2 separate regions of the Mus musculus genome follow, and region 2 is linked to region 1. The links are chromatin contacts, called in public Hi-C maps. All regions are on one chromosome and are shown on one strand. The core of a region is the stretch at or near the end of the contact, and the rest is flanking DNA. Distances in the headings are between cores, read along the strand shown.

The links. Hi-C and Micro-C count contacts between places; a contact is called where the count stands out from the background.
Region 2: a Hi-C map of cortical neurons shows a contact between it and region 1, with 2.8 times the contacts expected there. The contact joins two enhancer-like sites. A contact is called at or near these places in 5 of 484 Hi-C or Micro-C datasets (cerebral cortex, cortical neurons and nephron progenitors) and 5 of 115 datasets of contacts at active chromatin or transcription factors (VIP interneurons, cardiomyocytes, embryonic basal ganglia and 2 more).

The regions. Positions count from the first base shown.
Region 1 is chr3:85,014,408-85,017,190 of GRCm38.p6, reverse strand. No RefSeq gene overlaps it. Among named protein-coding and RNA genes, the nearest start is that of Gm30944, 7.1 kb to the left of the region's middle. Within about 2 kb of position 1,385, at least 31 of the 459 cell types and tissues checked have an H3K27ac peak or open chromatin away from gene starts, as enhancers often do. A contact at or near this core is called in VIP interneurons, cerebral cortex and cortical neurons, where this site is marked.
Region 2 is chr3:85,552,362-85,555,144 of GRCm38.p6, reverse strand. It overlaps Gm3740. Among named protein-coding and RNA genes, the nearest start is that of Gatb, 20 kb to the left of the region's middle. Within about 2 kb of position 1,449, at least 32 of the 459 cell types and tissues checked have an H3K27ac peak or open chromatin away from gene starts, as enhancers often do. A contact at or near this core is called in VIP interneurons, cerebral cortex and cortical neurons, where this site is marked.

The DNA of each region.
Region 1 (2,783 bases), core at 136-2,635:
TTCTTTTTACTGGTTACTGGTTTGGCCAAACTGATAAATTACAATGCTGGATCCGCTGTAGGCAATGAGATAAAACATGCCTTCCTGGACGTCACCATCAGCACTAATAGATGAAGAAGTCAAGCCTGGGGACACTGTATGTCACCTGGTTCCAGCCATGCCTGAAACTTCTCCACTTTTAGCTTTTCCAACTAAATGAGCTAATAATTCAAACATTTTCTTTTTATTCTTGCTTAAATTATTTTTTTTAAAATGGATTTCCTATTCCTTGTTTCTAAGAGTCAAATGCTAACTACCCAAGCAGGGAATTCCTCTAGTCAGAGTACTGAAAAGAGGGTGTTTGTTCTCCTCCGAGTGTGTAAATGAAGGCAGGTACACACCAACCAACACAAACGTGCACACACATGTACATGTGAGAGTGACGTGCATGTATTTTCTCTGCTTGTACCTGGGCCCTGTTTCTAAATGCTCTACTTTCAAAAAATTCAGGTAGACAGCACCAGAAAGTGGGAAGAAGTCTCTCTTCCGCACCCTTTCTGTTGGCTAGTCCCCACCCCCCATGTTTGCAAAGGAAGTTATAGATCTTGAAAAAAAATTAAAGTGTGCAGAGGGACTCTTCATAGCTGAATGCTTATGACTGTAAGACTGATTTTCCTTGGCAAAATTTGAAACCACGAACAACAAAGACTATAGGGGAAGTCACAAAACAAACAACATTCTCCAGGGTTCTTGGGGGCCGGCGGGTGGGGGTGCGGGGTGGGGGGGCGCTTCCAAACAGGGCCAAACATTGGCACAGCTAATGCAGGTAAGTGCTGACACACAGGTACATTTTCCTCACCGAGAGGAGAAGGGAGGAAAAATCAATAAAATATGCAAATAAGGCATCAAACCTCAGAGCATGGAAATGTGGGTATTTTAATTTCCCCTGATACAGACAAATGCAGCCATGAGAAGTTTCTTCGGGAGTTTTTGTCATCTGCCATTTGTAGAGGGAGAGGGGGAGTTAGGAAGCAGTGAGCAGAGGAGAGAATTACCCAGAAGCCAGCAAGACCCTTTGCCCACAATGCAGTAGGCGCAGTCATCCCCAAAGGGCCTAACTCCTCCCAGAAGCCACTTCAAAATCACCTCCATGAGGATGAAATTGTCAAACCACACCTCGTTCTTTGGCAGCCAATGCTGCTTGGAGAGAGGCGGAAAGAAGCGCTTGCAGTACTGGAAGCTTCCTTGTGGCCTGTTTGGAAGATGTCTCTTTCTGTGGGAGAACACAGTTGTGCTTCTGAGCCCTGCTTCTGACAGGCTGCTGCTTTGGGGGGCCTGCCTGTGCTACGGCAGGGCAGAACGGCAGCCTTGGAATCCCAGCAGTTCTGGCTGACTTCACCACTGACAGCTTGTCGTCGCTATGGAGGCGGCTGAGCCTTGGTTTCCTTATATATGAGCTGTAATAGAAACACCTGCTCTAAAGCTTGGTGGTGGTGCACAGTAAAACTAGCGAAAAGGCCAGGCATGGTGCTGCATACCCTCAGCCCCAGCATTGTGGAAACAGAGAGAGCTGGGTCTCTTTGAGTTAAAGTCCAGCCCTGCTCTGTAGAGCCATTCTAGGCCACCCAGGGCTGCATAGTGAGACTGTCTTTAAAAACACAAAACAAAACAAACAACAACAAAAATAAAACCTCTAAAAGCTAAAAGGATCCACTAGTGGAGGCATAATTCTGTAATTCTATGGTCAGAAAGCTGAGGCAGGAGAATTATGATTTCAAGGTCAGTTTTGTGGCTGTCTAGTAAAATCCTGTGAAGAAAGTAAAGGTAGGGAGAGAGGAAGAGAGGGAGGGAGGGACCGAAGGAGGAAGAGTGGGAGGGAGGAAAGGAGGGAAGGAGGGAAGGAGGGAAGGAAGGAGAGAGAACATAGACTCATGATCCCTTCACAAACACAAATAAGCTATGGACTTCACTGTGTACCCTTAAGTTTGTGCCTAGAAATCACACAATCTCTCTCCTCTCTCTCTCTCTCTCTCTCTCTCTCTCTCTCTCTCTTTCTCTCTCAAGCAATCGAGATTAGAGCAAAAACATAATGGATAGACTTCTACACTTTGGGACTCAGCCACTGAAAAGGAGCAGGAAGGGACTAACTTTGGAATAGGGACCACAAAAGATGAGTCTCTCCTAGCACTGGAAGGACAAGAGGAACTTCCTGACAGTTACCTGATGCTCCTGGGTGAGGGCAGCTGTAGAGCAGGTCTTACCTGGGCCAGAACCAGCAGCTGGCCCCTTGCTGGTGGGAGCCACCCTGCCTGCCTCTGAGCAGAGGCAGGGTGATCGTCAGGCAGGGTCAGGGAAAGCCTCCCTCCCTGTGCCTGGCAAGAGACAAATGTCAAGAACAAACTATTATCTGAAGAAATCTGGATTCCAGGAGCGTTGAAGAAAGGTAGACTTTACAAGGCAACAGAGAAAATAGACACATAAAAACCGACCACGACCTGTCAACAGATTACGCTGTATTCTCTCTGCTTTCAAGGTTAGGGACACCCCTCTTTCCTTCATTACCACCTCAACAGCACAGTGCTCTGGATCTACAGAAACAGACCTTGCAGAAATGAGACCTTTAAAGCTGTTTCCAACTTGGGGGATTTCGGTGCGGGTGGCTCTGGTGTGATGATCTGCATTAAACAGAGAGCTAGGGCATCTATGCCCGGTGCCCAGGCTAGGAAAATGTTGGTTCACACTAAAGGGCAAGCCAGGAGGCTGGCAGAATTCCCAGATCCACTGAGTCAGGTCTTTGCACTTCT
Region 2 (2,783 bases), core at 200-2,699, 540 kb before region 1:
GATTATCTTTCCTGATAACAGGTGGCTCATTAGCTAAAAGACCTCCAGTCCCAAGACCATAGGTGTTATGAAGGGGGAACCTTTGGTGGCCCATGCTGAGATGTGCCCCTGAGCAACAGACCTGGTGTAAAAGAGGTCTATAGGAGGAGGGGGAGGGGAGAGGACCTGGGGAAGGGATAGAGGCAGGCAAGTGAGAATATAGACAGGCAGATAGACGGGAACAGAGCCATGAGGACAGAGAAAGGGGACAGAGAGAGGGGCACACCCTAAGAACAAGAGAGGGAACACCAAGGACACACAGAGAGATAGAGTGGCAGCACACACCTGTCACACCTGGCAGTGGCCTCAGGTCATGGTGCTTAAGCTAGGTTCCTGAGGTCAGGCCAATGGAATCACCTATATGCTGCTAACAATAGATCTTTAAGCCAGGAGTAACGGGGCATTTGAAGACATTCTGTGCTTTGGTAGCTAGTTTTATGTCAACCTATCACAAGTAAAAGTCATCAGAGAGGGAGGAACCTAAGCTAAGAAAATGCATCTATAAGATTGGGCTGTAGGCAACCTTTAGAGCATTGTCTTAGTGATGGTGGAGTGCCCAGCCCAGCCCATTGTGAGTGGTGCCATCCCTCTGCTGGTGGTCCTGGGTACTAACTTCTGTCTTAATGTTCTATTTCTGTGAAGAGAAAGCATGAACGAGGCAACTCATAAAAGAATACACTTAATTGGGAACTTGCTTACAGGTTCAGAGAGGTAAACCCTCATCATCATGGTGAATGTGATGGCAGGCAGAGAGGCATGTGTTGGAGAAATAGCTGTGAGTGTACATCCTAACCTGGCAGTGGGGGTGGGAGGAGAGAAAAGCCTATGGGAGGGCATTCTCATTCAAACCACCACAGACTCAGAAACCATCACCTTACCACTAGCTGTAAAAATGAGTATGTACAACAGATATTGAACTTTGAAGTCACCCTGTCTTCAAACCAGGTACCTACTCCCACCCAATACCCAGAGTTATCTAGAGGCACCTGCTAAGCGTCTCAGCAGCCCGAACTCTACCCCATCTTAGGATCAGCACGCAGCTGCTGTACCTCAGGACTGGCAGCTTTAGATCCTAGCATGGTTCCCAGAGACTGAGAGGGCAGCAGTGCCCACACACTCTGTGACTAATTTTTGAAAGAATAACCTACTAATCAGCGTGGGAGGGAGCAGAACAGCGAATGTGCCTGTCTTCATATGGTATCACACATCATGTAATACAAATGTACTATCTAATTCAGCATGGTTTCTTCCCTCCCACACTCTCCCTGCGATGGCTTAGTGTTTATTTCTCTTCTGAGAACTTCTCAAAGGTGTGGACTAATTTTCACCACTGGCTATATGTGGATTGGATAGATGAACACACTCATCCATTCAACGCGTATTTGCTGAGTCATAAGCATCACTGTGGAGTTGTAGGAGAGCTTGAGACAGACGTGCCCTGTGATCCCACGGGGCTCCCTGTTTAGGAATGAGACAACAGACAGCTTCCAATAAGAAGCTGAATAAGGAGATCCCAGAGAGCAAGTGTGATAAACCCTCAGGAGCCTACTGAGGCAAATGTCTGTGGCACTTCCCTGTAAGGACAAAGCAGTGTGTCCTGTGTCCCCGAGTTTCATCTCTGTGCAGAAGGTCCCTACAGAGGAAAGGAGGGATCCAGACTGACCTGAAATGACCCAGTCCTCCCCCAACGCTCGAGCAGCAGCATGGCTTAACTGCATTAGTGTGTCCTGCCATTGTCTGGAGGTGACAAGACGTGGCCTCTCTAACCGATGGGTTTACAGGAGTATCCCAGCCAGTCTCTGCCCTGTGACTGTAAGTTTAAAGATACGAATCTCAGATTGTTTGAAGTTAAAAAAAAATCTCCATTCTTCTATTCCCTTTCTTTTCTTTCACTTTCTACACTAAGTAAGAAAGTGCCTCTTCCAGAAATGACCTGTATGAGCCCATCTTTCCCTGTAAGGAGAAAAATGAAAGCTGCCACTGCCTGAGTCCTGACAGTGGAAAGCCTGTTGTATTTGTAAAACATATGTATATGCAGGGAAATTATTTTTTTAAAAAGAATATATAATAAATGTATTTTGACTGCTTTATGTGCCTAAGTAATAAAAGAAAAACAAACTTAATTGATCTAAACCAAATGTGCCCCTTGATGCATGTAGAAACTCCCATGGAGATAATGGAAGGTTGTGTTTGGATTTCAGCATCATGTGTGTTATCCAAAGGCAGAGACTGGTATTTAGTACACGTGAATGTGTTCTGCATCCATATATTAGGTTTTTGTGTATGCCTGTGATTTCTGTATTTCTACTGATAGCCTGGGATGGAGAGGAGTGTTGAGAGCTGAGCTGACTGGCAGAAGCCATGTGAGTAGAGTAGAGGGCTAGGAGCATTTGTGCTCTCATTTCTCCTTGGTAAAAGGTCTCCGTGAGTATGCTTGGAAAAACATTTTAGGAATTTCCATGGTGGTGATAACTTCTAGTTCTCTGTGATTGTACCATGTGGGGCTGAAAAGGGGCAAATAGCAAATGCCCTTTGCTTCTCTGCTTAGCTTTGTTTATGAGCCTTGTTCTGTAGACATATGAGCTAAAGTAGGAGCAGAAATAATGAAGGTATGATAATAACTTTCTCACCAATATGATCAAATGCCTGGCTCAAAGGAGGAAGGCTTTACCTTGGTGTAAAGTGCCCCAGTCCTCTATGATGGGAAGGGCACAGCAAAGCAGAAATGCTTGGAGTGTAGAGTG